Linked DNA regions of Rattus norvegicus: region 2 is linked to region 1. A link is a contact called in public Hi-C data. All regions are on one chromosome and are shown on one strand. The core of a region is the stretch at or near the end of the contact, and the rest is flanking DNA. Distances in the headings are between cores, read along the strand shown.

Region 1 (6,408 bases), core at 1,453-3,952:
CAGTGGCATTTTCTGGAGACCCCCTTAACGACATTGTGGTAAGAGCCTGGCCAATGGTATAAATGCTTCCTGACCCTGGCTATCTCTGAATAACTTGAGCACCTGAACTCTAATAAAAAAGACAGGCTCAGTCTCTGTGTGTGGAATTTAGCATCATAAATGCCTAGATTTTTCAAACAGCCATCCTTGCATTTGGTGTATGTCAAATTGATTACGGAACAAGGCACTGATTTGGACAATTTCCATATGAAATTCTAAAGTGCCCCTAACAATGTTTATCCTTTCATTTCCTTAGGTGTACTTCTTCAATGCCTCTGCCGTACTTTCTCTCCACCTTTGGTTCTCTGTCTCCCCCAAGTGGTCAAGTTGAAAAACAGCCAGTAAACTAGAGAAGTTTACTGCATAGCTAAAGTGCATAGCTAAAGGCTGGCAAAACCGTGGAGCTGGTTGGTGGCTAACAATCACTGAACGTGCGTACTCGGTGACAGAGAAACCTAGACTAAAAATGGCCTACCTTATGCTCTAAGATACTTGCCATATTTTTAAGGAGGCAGAAATACATCAGGGATGGGGGTAGTTATATCCCCGTTCTCAGCCCCATGCTCAGTGCCCTTTAAGAAATCGTCTAGACAAACCTCTTCACGTAGATAGCTAAACCTGAAGGTCTGAGTGCAGGGTCTCACCTTCCATTTCTTGAGGTCAGTGATCTCCCGGGCCCGCATGCTGCTGTAGGTGCTAATGGCATTCCACAGGATGGGCTGGTCCTCACGGGATGGGGCCATGAGGTGGAAGCTATCCAGCAGCTGTTCCTCTGTCATCTCTGGGCTCTCGGCAAGCTCATCCTCAGAGGCCACAGCAGCCTTTGCCTCTAAAAAGCAAGCCCCACAGACACAGACGCATGAGCCCCCTGAGGTGTCACTCCTATGTCCACTCACGTCTTGCCCTTAAGACCAATCTGTAACAGTCAGGTGAAATCAGGCTTTGTTTTCACCAGTGGGCTATTTGGGAACAATTATCACCAATTAGCAATACTAATTCCTTTCTGGGGAAATGGTATGTTTTGGGGTTAGGCAAGGGAGCCCCATGGCAGAGAGAGTTGGGCAGGATGTAACCCTGAAGAAGCCAAGGACTGAGGCCAAGGCTTGAACCCGTTAGTGGTGAGACTTGACCACTCAGCTCTCCTCTCCACACCACAAAAAGAATCTCGTAAGACCCCAGTAACGGGGATAGTTGAGAAGCAAGGTGTAGAGTGTAGCCTTCCCCACCTACACCACCATCCTCTTCTTTTCTGGGAGCCCTGCTTTCTTGAACACCGACACCTCTTAGGCAGCCCCTCACAGAGGAGGACATTATCAGACATCGCTCCTGGGGAAGCCCGTTTCTAAGGACCGTTGGGATAGTTCTTCCATTTAGTCAAAAGGATCAGATGCCTGCAGTCCGGCTTCCCGTCAGAATATGGAACCATGAGGTCCCTTACCCACACAGGAAGTGCATGCAGCCCAGACAGGGGAGATAGGGGCTGGAGCAGAGGAAGAGGCATTTCCCAAGCTTCCTATTACAAACAAACCAGTGCTTAAATTCAGGAAAGCGCCTGATTGTCAGACTCCTAGCAGGCAACATACACTTCAAACACTGTTTGTCTATAGCAATGAATGGAAGTGAAGGTTTGGGCCTAAATTTTCACATTATGTTCTGTAAACATCTGGGAAGCACATACTGTGTGGCAGGATATATGCTACAAAGGACATTGCAAACCTCCTGGGGGCAGCAGGAGGGCTCCCATCCTAAACCTTCCTGGACCTTTTAGCCATTGGAACTGCCAAGGTCAGGACCCACAGAAAGAGGTGTTTGGGCCAGCACCCCACCCACCTGGCAGCCCCATAGCTCCCTCCCCACTGAAAGACCAAGCAGGATCAGTACTACCTAGTCTGTGAACATTCTTCCCAACTCTCCACTCTGCACTGGGAGCTTGGACCACCCCTTCTGGGATGTTTTCCCCCAAGACCGCACAACGATGGCCCTCACTGAGGGCCTTATTTGAGCTGAAAGCTCAAAGTGGGCATGGAGAGCCTTTGTCCTATCTGCTATAGGTTCCGGATAGGCCTCTGCGGGCCTAGAAAGCACGTGTGTCCTAGCCAAGAGATCAAGAGGCAGAGAGGGCTGTAGTACCTTCATGCTGAGAACCGGACAAGCTGCTCGTGGCGGGTGCGGCAGGTTCTAGTACACAGGCTCCCTGGCCACGGGTGAGGGCATGCAGAGGTCGAGGCTCCCCTGGCAGCGCACGGCAGCTGAGTCCCTGAGCGCAGCGCGCAGTGGCCACACCACAGGCAGCACCCAGTGGCAAGGCACATGTCGGGCAGCAGCCACAGCCCGCAGGCCGAGAAATCTCGGGGCACGAAGCAGGCACGGGTGGACAGAGCTCCAGCCTCTCAGCAGTGCAGGGAGCACAGTGCCATGGCTGGGGGGCTCCAGCGACTACGCGAACCTGGAAGGACAGGAGGATCAGGAACGGCCAAGAAACAACAGTTAGGAACTCCGGCATCGCAACCAGACGCAGCAGGCGGTGGATGAGAATCTGGGCAGGCAGCAGTGGCTCAGTAGTCACGACTTTCTGAGTAGATAGTAGCGGAAGTGGTGGTCACAGCTCTCTGGGCAGATGGCCGTGTGCAGTGTTCAATGCTCGCTGGGTTTGTGTCTCGGCGGGCAGTGGACCATGCTGGCTGGCCATACCCAGGGCCTTATGAAGGGCTGGCTCGGCAGCACGGGTTAATGATTGTCAGGGCAGCGTGCTAGGATCCCCGTGTTCAAAATAAGTTTGTTTTGCTTGTGAGCTCCGCACAAACCGTGGGTGGAAGGGGCGTAAATGGATCAGGTTTCCTACTATGTTTGTCCTGTTGTGATGGATTGGGACAGGAGCTAAAGTCCAATTCTAACGGCGAGCTGATGGTCAGATGGGGGAGGGCACTTGTTTTTGTTCAGGGAGAAATCAAAGGCCTAGCCCGCCAGGCTCTTCAACCGAACTCAAGGAATACCTAAGGGACTAAGGAAAAGCAAGAACAGATTAGACCAAGAAGGCTTCAGGCCCCAAAGGGAGGGGAAGAAGTGGGGTTCTTTGTGATACTACCCACAGTTGTTTCCTCTCCTCCCCAAGAAGCCTCTAGCCATCAAGTGAAGAAATTCATTGTTCACCCCATTCCAAAAGAAACAGTTATACCTCCAAAGAGGAGAGAAGTCCAGGACCCCAGGAGCCTAGCCTCTATCCCCGGACCCAAGCTGTCTCTGACGGTCTAACAGTCTAGTTTAACTGAGATGGCTATCAAGTCTGACAGCTTTCTCTGCATTGTTTTTTCATTCTTTTATATTGCAAGGAAAACTTCAGAAATGTTTAAGGACAATCAGAAGTGGGACTCACTCAGGAATCTCCCCAAAACCTCCCGGAGAAAACTAATCAGGGATGCCCCCCCCCCCGGTCTATGAATAACTCCTATGTCCCCAGGTGTAGATTTTTGTCTCCTACCTGACCTGGGTGCTAGCTCAGAGCGACCAACCTCCATCAAGAGCTTGGAGCCACTTGTCTGGCCTTTGAGGTATTGGTTTGGAGTGGGGTGGAACCCTGAAAGCTACTGTACCACAGTGGTGCATGCCTGTCCAGCCCTTCAGTGTCTTCAGACATGGCATTTTCAGACCTTGGAGATCTCAACTTTAGCCCCTGGCTCTAGAGAAGGCAAAGGTTGTAGGGGTTTTTAGGGCAAGTTCACAGAGACTGCCCTAGAACACCCTGGACAAAAACTCACATCCCTGTGACCCAGGAGTGATGAACGTTGTAGTTGAGACTTGGGAAATGGCTTCTCAGGTGACTTGACTAAAGCAGTTTAAACGCATGGGCAACAGTGTATCGCCTACCAACATTGGTTTTCTCGTTCAAGGAAACCAGTATAGATGCCCAGCACAGAACAGGTATGTAAATAGTGACTGACTGACTTTTCTTTTTTTAATTTGCGTTACAATAAAGCCCTAACAGATAAGGAGTACAATACCAAGGATCAGAGACATGGGCCAGTGGGCCACAGGAAACAGACACTCGCCAGGAGAGTTGAGGAATGGGAGTGGGGAGGTAGGCTATATCAGGTAAAGGCTGAGGAAGAGTCCCATAGGGGTAGAGAATTCAGGAACTCAGTTATATCACAATGCAAAAGCCAACAGGTGCAGGCTGACCATTAGCATCTGATGACAGAAGCACCTTTCTTGTCTCCAGAGAGGGACAGGGGACTTGTCCTGGCTCAGCTTCTGGTACTGCCACTGCACAGCCCGTGGCCCTCACTGAAGGGATTCTGCAGCCCAGAGGCCAGAAGTCTGTGACTGCGGATGATGGGACAGACAGAGCTCACTCTAAAGCTGTCCCTGACATGGCCTAAATGTCCACAGTCAGATGGTGGATAAGGAAGTCCTGGGGCAGTCCCTGCAAAGTTCAGCTCAGAATGAGTCACACAGAGCAGTTCTGTCTTTCCTAATAGAGAATCTTTACAATAAGGCATTCTTCCATTAATTAAAACCTCCGCACTAAGAAACATTGGGAGAGTCCCAGGTGTGCTACACGAGGGAGGGGCTGTGATTCTAAATGTATCGAAAACTTGGAGAAGAACACAAAACCACAACAGGACGACTACCAGGGGAGCCTGAGAACTGATTGGTTTTTCCTGTGTCCTTTTCGTAGCCTTCTGGATCTGCACCGTGTTCTTATACTATATAAAGAATAATCACCCTGGACTGCACATGTAGGCATGGGAAAGAGGACTTGCCTGACATGCACAAGGACCTGGGTTCGATTCTCCAGGCCTGAAAAAAATAAACAATTACCCCGATACCCATTTCTTTAGCTCCCTGACCTCATGAAAGTGACTGGACTTGGCAAAGCCAGATTTTACTCAACTTGGAAAGATTCCATAAAAGGGCAGCTGAACTAACATCTGCTATAGCAGCTGGAGTAAGGTCAGGTAACAAAGCTACTCCCAGATACTCATGGTCTCATAAGTGTGTCTCCGATTACTTTTGTTTGTTTGAAACAGGGTCTCACTGGACAGTCTAGACTAGACTCAAACACATAGCAATCCTCCTGCCTCAGCTTCCTGCACTACCATGCCCAGCTATGCCATCATTGTCTTCCTGACCGAAGTGACCCAAATTCAGTACCTTGTTAAGAAATTGATCAACTGATTTCCATTTTTAAACATTTTTTATTTAAAAAAACATTCAATTTTTAAAAGAGTTTATTTTTTGATCATCTCTTTAGGAGAGGGGTTTGTGTGCGCGTGAGTGCAGGTGACCAGAAGGTGTCAGGTTTCCCAGCAGCTGGAATTCCAGGTGGTTGTGAGCCACCCTACAAGAGTGCTAGGAACCGAATCCAGGTCCTCTGTAAGATCAGTGTGCCATCTCTCCAGCCCTAACACTTAACTGGAAGCTATTTGAAATGAATAGCTTGACTGTAAGTCCCTGAATAATTTCATTTCTGGAAATGCAATTTGAGCTCCAAAGTTTCCCTTTGACTTCCTCGACTTGTAATCGCTGTCTGCGCTTGAATGTTCCCTTAATGAAACACAGAAGAGGCACAATGGTGACAAGTATTTGGGACTTTGTGCCAGGTGGTAGCTAGAGTCCCAAATAGTTTATTGTGCTGCAGCCTTGCCCACCGCTCATCCCTTCCCCGATTCCTCCCTGCCCCTGCACACAGTGCTCCTTCCTCCTTTCCAAAGATCGATTTCCCAATGTTTCCATTGCTTACCTCACAGTCACACTAACCAAACAGACACCAAATTCCACTTTGATTCCCATCACTCTGTCAACACAAACGAAGACATATCCCCACCTCATCCCCAGGCCTGTGTAGATGGCCAGTTCATTGATCCGTGCTGTGTGGGATGGAGTGACTGGCCCTTCTCCTGAGTCACAGCTTGACTCAGCTCCCTCTCTTGCCCATCTCTAACCCTGAACCCGTGAGGCCCACTTAGTTTCCGATGAGATGTCCTTCTTGCTTATTCACTGCAAACTGCTCAGTTCCATTTCCACACTGGCTTTGCATTTCCACACCAGAGTTTCCACTGCCCCTATAACTTTATATCTTTGCCTACATTGATTGGTCATCCCTAAAAGCTATCTCCCAAGATGCTTGTGGCTTCCCCCCAAGTGGCAGATGACCCCTCCTCCCAGCTTCTTGGCAGTTTATTTCCTGAACTTCTGTCTGTGTGCCTTTTCTCACTCCATGGTGGAGTAGAGAGGAGCTGTCTTCTGGAGACAGAGTCGGGCATGGGGAAGTAGGGTAATAGGGCACCCCAAACAGAGTTGCAATCACATGTTCAAATCCCAGAAAGCAGGCCATCTACAGAGGGCTCATAAGTTCACCCCGTGCTGCCC
Region 2 (6,881 bases), core at 4,110-6,609, 1.0 Mb before region 1:
GGGAGGAGAAGGATGAGGATGAGGATGGGGAGGAGGAGGAGGAGGAGGAGGAGGAGGAGGAGGAACACGTGCTGGGTAACTGTACATCCTGTCATAATAATCCCGTCGAAAGTCATAGTCCAAGTCAAATGAGGAACCGTACGTCTCTGCTGCAGATCGTTTCCCACCTACTTTTCCTCAGTTCACTTTTGGCTCTCCAGCCAGGTTAATATCTAAAACCATTCTGCCATCCTCCCCAGCTACAGCAGCTCGGGCATTTCTTTCATCAACATTCTGGACAAAGACAAAGCCCTTATGCACAGAGCAACCCACAGTTTTGCCATACTTTGGAAAGATGGCCTCCACATCAGACTTCTTGACCACCAGAGTGTGAGAGTCCCAAGGAGCACACGGGAATTCATGGATCGAGGATCTGTCTTGTTGGTAACGTTGCTAGCCATCTCCTTTGATAATAATGTTTCTCACAAAGCTGAAAATGTAGCTGAAGATAAAAAGCAAAGCAAAACAAAGCAAAAACAAACACAAAAACCAAACAAACAAAACCTAAAACCTCACAAGAGGCAGGAGAGAGAGAAAGGAGACTGACCCTCCCACTGCGGGTCTACTCCAAGACTCGGGAGCTACAACAGTAAGTTCACACCACCATTCACAAAAATCTTCTGTTTCCATTTTAAAGAACTTCTACCTAGCATGCTGTAGGTTGATGTTTCTTTTCTCCATTCTGTATTTTAAGTAGTTTTCACTTGTTTGTTTTTATCATCACTAAAAACGACTTTTTATTTATTTATTTATTTATTTATTTATTTATTTATTTTTTTATAGGTAAGAGGTTTTTTCCTCCCTCTTGGCTGATTTCAGATTTTCTCCTTTACTCGGTCATCTGCAGTCTAGATATCTAAATTTTTGGTAGTTACTCTGCTCCTCGTGATCTGAATTTCTTAGATCTACGATCTGCCTTCTGTCATTAATTTTAGAAAAATACTTAGCCATTATCACGTTAAATTTTCTCCAGATCTATTTCTTTTTCTCTTCCCTCCTGGCATAACAGTTATGCATGTGTTACTCATTTTGAAGTTGCTCCACAGTTCTAGAATGTTCCAATTTTTTTTCCTAGTTTTTCATTCAAGTTTTTCCTTCAGTATTTTAGATGAGGGGGCTTTTCATTGAATTATTGTTAACATTGTTGATTCTTCTTGGTGTTTGCTTGCTCGGTGCAGACACATATTGTAATGGCATCATCACTTACAGTTATTTTAAATCCTCTATCTCACAGTTACCCAACCCATGGATTACTTAAAGTCAGTTCCACTGACTGCTTTGTTTCTTTGGATATGTTTTCCCCCTGACTTCATTCATCCTTGTAATTGTGTTATTGTTGTGGAGCCCAAGAGGACCCATTGAGTCATCAAAATTAAGGTGAATAGGTAAGAAAAGGTGTGTGGTCACGGTGTGCCTCCGGCATTCTAAGTCTGGCCACACCCTGGCACTCAGGAAGGAGAGAGAGGACTGGGCATGCATGCTGATAAAATGTGAAGACAAAGAAGTATTAGGAGAGTCTTTGGGACGAAGTTCATGAGTCCAAATCTACCTGTGTCTTCTTTGCCCAACTCTGTTCCTTGACAGATTTCATGCTTATGAATGCAAAGGATGAAGCAAACTGCTTTTTGGATGTTCTGATGCTTACAGATACAGGTCCGCTCAAGTTACACATGTGGACTGCAAGCCATCTCCTACAGACTGTGATCCTAGCAATGGCCTACGTAGCAACTGTGCTGTTGATGCTGCCACAACTCCCAGCTCTGTGTGCTCGTGTGCTTGCTTCTCTCCTCTGCTCCAGCTTTGGCTCTCCTGAATGTCTAGCTAAGTTTTCCATTTCCATGCTATTTGAAAAAAAAAAGCTGTTTGATGTTTCAGCAGCCATCTGCGGCTCTAAGAATCTCTTTGAGGTTGTTTAAGACCCTCCTGGCCTGCCAGCTCCTGCCTGCCAGGGCAGGGGTACCTTTGAGCTCAATCGTGTCCTGGGACTCCAACAAGAGAGGTCTGTGAAGCCAATCCTACCTTTAGCTCCCCAGGTCTGCATCAAGAATGCCGCTTTTCACACTGGTCTGCCTTGGAGTGGTCATGGGTTTCTCTTTGCTTCCTCACTTCTTTCCCTGTCTTTTTTTTTTTTTTGGAGTCCAGGATGGTCTGGCCATGCAGGTGTTCCTAGATGTGTACAAGAACCACTTCACAAAACCTTGGATACCAAATCCCCCAGGTGCTCATCTCTTACGTAAGATGACAGAGTCTCTGCAATCCTCCCGTATCTGCAAATCATTTGCTACATTATTTGCTAAAAACGGATGCAATCCAGATGTCGAAGAAGTTATTGTATTGCTTAGAGACCAATGATTAGACAGAAGTCCGGATATGTTCAGGACAGATACAATTGAGACAGTTATGCTTGGTAGAATTGTCCTCTAGGAAGCCAGAGATAAAGGCAATTGTATTGGCTGACTTTTGAGGTTTCAAAAGCAAGAGTGACTTCTTTCGCGTGTTGTGTTAGCAAGCTTTTCCTTCAGCTGAAAAAGGATCAGTGTCATCAGTCAGAATGTCAAAAGCAGTCCTGATGCCTTGTGGAGCAATTCCTGCTGAGTTGAAAATTTTCATCTTGGAAGGAAACTCTAAAGGGAGGTGGAACCTTCCAGCCTGCAAAGAAGCTTCCTCAGCTCAGGAAGTACACAACTCAGAATCACCAGGAAGTTCCTGAATTTACTATATATACTAAGCCCTTCCTCCCCCAAGAATAGAGAAGCTTTAAGGACTGCCCAGAAACACTCAGCCCAGCTTAGCTGCCTAGCAGAGAGAGGCTCACACTAACTGACCTGCGTGTTAAAAGACACACTGTCCTGCTGAGCCACATGCAATGACTCCAGGTTGCCAGCTTCCAGGAGCTTTCCATTGAGCTAGGATTAGTGGGCCTTGGTTACACAGCTGTCATTGAATCATTTTTTTGCTCCTGTGAAGGGTTATCTCACCCATAATCCTGCAAGTAACCCTGATAAAACTCACTGCTTCACCAAGTTGGACTTTGGTGGTCTGTGGTTGGCTCTCTGTCTGGGTGTCATAAACATTTGCTCAGTCTCGCAGGAACAGTGTCACGGAACATGAGGAAATGTCAGGAACGAAGTGTGCTCGCATTAACCCAACACAAGGGTATTCTTTCATCTTTGCTAAGTGTGTTTGCATGTGCATGTACATATGTGTGCATGTATGTGCATGTGTGTGCGTGTATGTGGGTGCATGTGTGTGTGTACACGTGAGTGTGCTGGAGTGCTGAGGAGCCCAGAGAGAGGATCCTTCTCCTGGGATCTGCTTTGAGTTAGCTATGACAATTAGGACGTTAAAATGCCACATTTTTGTGAGAACAAAGAGCACAGGCCATCGGATGTAAGCATACATGGAGAAAGTGACGGTGTTTTCAAATTTCAGTGACGTGTTATTTTCACTGCCGAGATGGAGTAAGTCATTGCGGGATATCTTTACAAATAGGGTGTAATGAAAGGCCAGCCATCAGAAAAGTGAATCAGAACTTTGGACCAGAGAGAAACGACTCAATCTGGACCCAGAGCCTTCCTTGGCCATGTACACAATGATAATAAAAAGATGTTTACAGAGCTTTTCAATATGTATTTTCTTTCAAAATGTATCAGGACTCTTTCCATCTAGAGCATTATAAATACAGAATCATGATCAGGGCTGAAGAGATGGCTCAGTAAAGACCACTTACTGCTTTTGCTTCTGTTCTCTCTCTCTCTCTCTCTCTCTCTCTCTCTCTCTTTCTTACACACATACACACACACACACACACACACATACACATACACACACAGACCCCACACACACATGCATGCATGCATGTACACACACATGCACACCCACTTAAAAATTAAATGAGACATTTTAAAGCAGGTTTCTAGGAGCATTCTTATTAGTTTGTTTTTCATTGTGCTGTATTGGTTGTTGGAACATAATATTATTGTTATATCTTTTAAAAAAATTACTTCCAAGCAGATCCCTGAGCTCACTGGCTAGAAGTTCATGGGGTTGATGCTTATTTTAGCTACTTGGACTATTAGTTATATTAACTTTCTGTGTTTTGATTATGATTTCAAGGTGATTAATCATTTTACCAATTCTTAGATGCAATTTTTGATCGTCTTATGTTCTACATTTGAACTGTCTGCACGAAAGTTTTAGCAAGACTTTGAAATAGAAATCATGTTTACATCATGCTACATACATATACATTTACTCCAGACTTTTTCCATGCTCGCTTTTTTTTTTGAGTGATATTTTGGTGTGAAGAGTTTGAAACTTTAAACTTACAAAACCGAAGTGAAATTGTCTACTTCTGTTTATTTTAGTACTTTTACTGCGGCATTCATTACATTCCTGATACCACCACCTGATTCCCTTAGGTTTCCTTACCTGCAAGAGCAAACCCATGTTTTTATATTAAACATCTGCTACCTACCATGTCTATCTCTAGAAACCCACAATGGCCAATCTGCTTTATAGTTCTCAAAAGTTAGCTTCTCCTGTAACTGTGTTACTCAATAATTACTCTTGGCGTCCAAGTCCTTTCACTTGATATAATACTTTTGAGTCTCATCCATGTGTTAACATGTAAATGTTTATTTATTATATATGAGTACACTGTAGCTGTCAGGCAGACCAGAAGAGGGCATCGGACCCCATTACAGATGGCTGTGAGCTACCATGTGGTTTCTGGGAATTGAACTCAGAACCTCTGGAAGAGCAGTCAGTGCTCTTAACCACTGAGCCATCTCTCCAGTTCCCGTGTTTATTTTTATGGTAGAATTATATTTCATTGCAAGGCTCTGGCAAGTTTTGTAGCTGTCAATCGGATAATATATACCTGGATTATTTCTACCTTTTAATTTCTGTAACTGTGAGCTTTCAATTTTTTCAAAAAGGTTTATTTATATTTTTTGAATGATAAATCCACATGCCCTACAGTAAATATTTTTGCTTTCCAAGAAAACAGAAGCCTAAGAATAAATAAATGATGTTTACTGAAGCTTTACCATGAGCTCACTTGGTCCAGTGTTTCCTACGGTTAGTTTATTCTTCATAAGGAGAGAGTGGAAACAAATGGCTACACATCAGAGAGCAGGAAGCTGGTGCAGCTGGCTTCAACATCTAGTCTATAAGACTCTCAGGCTTACATTCTTTTGCCTGAATCACAGCCCAGGTTGTCATGGAGATGCAGATGGGCTAGGTGGATGTGGATAAGGCACCATGCCAGGGAATCATATTACTGCCCCTATAGGGCCTGTGTCCTTGGATTTAGGGTGCCAACGCATTTGCCAAGAGCAGGTCTGGGTTGTGAGGCGGCTGAGTCTATTCAGCTAATCTTAGGTCACTCAGGACTGAGTAAGACATCAGGTGACATGCTCTTGGCGGAGAGCTGTTATTTTTACACTCTGACCTTCTGAATTTTAATTCCAATTATCCGTTCTACAAAATCTGAGTCAGGATTTTAAATTCCTGAGGGGGAAAAATTCTTTCCATCCCTTTTAATGGCTGCATTTCCCCCCTTGTTTCCAATGAGCTGTTACGAGACAGATCAAAATTGTCGAGTTCCAAGAATTTTATTGCTGATCGGATGTGAGTGGGGCTATGTAGCATCTGGAGTATGTTCATTGCTTTTAATAGTCACGCTGTGGTTTTCATATGCAAATACCATGCACATTCGAGAAAAGGTGTCCACATGTAAAGGGTGAGGTCGGGGACAGCAAAGCCGATGTCAAGCTATTTTGTTAATTTGTGCTTTCATGACTCTGCTATTAAGCTTGAATATAGTTTTTATATCTACGTGCCTATTGTCAAGAGACGGATGATAGATATATAGATTGACAAATGAAAGATACAAGGATGATAGATAGATGATAGATTTATTTTTTAATGAAAGTAGAGCCAGTGAGACGGCTCAGCAGATAGAGATGCTTGACGACCTGGGTTGCAACCATTGCACCCAAATGGTAGAAGAAAAGAACTAAGTCCTCCAAGTTTTCCGTGAGCTCCACATGTACACAGGAGCGCACCCATTAAGTAAATGAACCAACAAGTAAGTAAACGTTAACAGTGTGATATCAGGTTCTAATATCCTTCCTTCCACTTGATCCTACAGCTGAGCTCCCCTGAGTGCTGTTTGTTTAACTGAGCTTCTCAATGCTAAGCTTTCTGCTTGGCTCCGTTTCAGAATTTCCATCTCTTTGTTGACACACTCTGTCCTAAGCATCTACCTTAATTTCCTCAGCTGTTTCTACGCAACCAGTCTGAAGTCGCTGATCATTTTTTTTTTAAATTGGTCCTTTGAACTCGTTGTCTGGTATCTCACCTGTTTCAGTATCTTTGGGTGTGGTTACTGCCGAGGGAAGAGCATTTGGAGCAGCCGGGTGTCCTTATTTTCCACAGTCGGTATTGAATTGTGTACATTGGTTCGCCTGGATTTTCTTCAGTTTTATTTGGGGCTTTTCTCTGCAGATTTCTCTTGAAGACTGTGTCCCCATTGTCATCAAGAGTACGGCTCCGTGTTTCTCCTCTCTGCTGGGGTGTGTGAATTCCACTGGGCAGATGGAGCTGGAGATATTCGGTTGCATTTTACCCTTTGGTGCCACTGAAGGTCAGCTCCTGGGAAGTGTGCATACATGGTTCAGGGGTGGGAGAAGGCAACCTAAGACTCCAGCCTGTGGTCTTTGCAGTTTTCTCTTGAAGGCCGTGTTGCCATTGTCACCAAAAGGGAAGACAAACATGCAAAACATGAACAATACTGCAGTTGAAAAACTGTATTTGTCTATTAGGCCTATTGCATT

What was found. A called contact is a pair of places that touch in the nucleus more often than the background predicts.
Region 2: a Hi-C map of the A7r5 cell line shows a contact between it and region 1, with 2.7 times the contacts expected there. The contact joins the enhancer-like site here to the promoter of Igfbp1 in region 1. A contact is called at or near these places in 11 of 12 Hi-C or Micro-C datasets (the A7r5 cell line, the Rat2 cell line, Schwann cells and 7 more) and 1 of 1 datasets of contacts at active chromatin or transcription factors (oligodendrocytes).

Annotation. Positions count from the first base shown.
Region 1 is chr14:86,257,571-86,263,978 of GRCr8, reverse strand. It overlaps Igfbp1 (insulin-like growth factor binding protein 1), which reads right to left and starts at 2,702. Exons shown (of 4, transcript NM_013144.2): 1 at 2,170-2,702; 2 at 684-868. The coding sequence starts at 2,542.
Region 2 is chr14:87,279,984-87,286,864 of GRCr8, reverse strand. It overlaps the pseudogene Hnrnpc-ps1. Among named protein-coding and RNA genes, the nearest start is that of Tns3, 340 kb to the left of the region's middle. Within about 2 kb of position 5,359, at least 5 of the 93 cell types and tissues checked have an H3K27ac peak or open chromatin away from gene starts, as enhancers often do. A contact at or near this core is called in the A7r5 cell line, where this site is marked.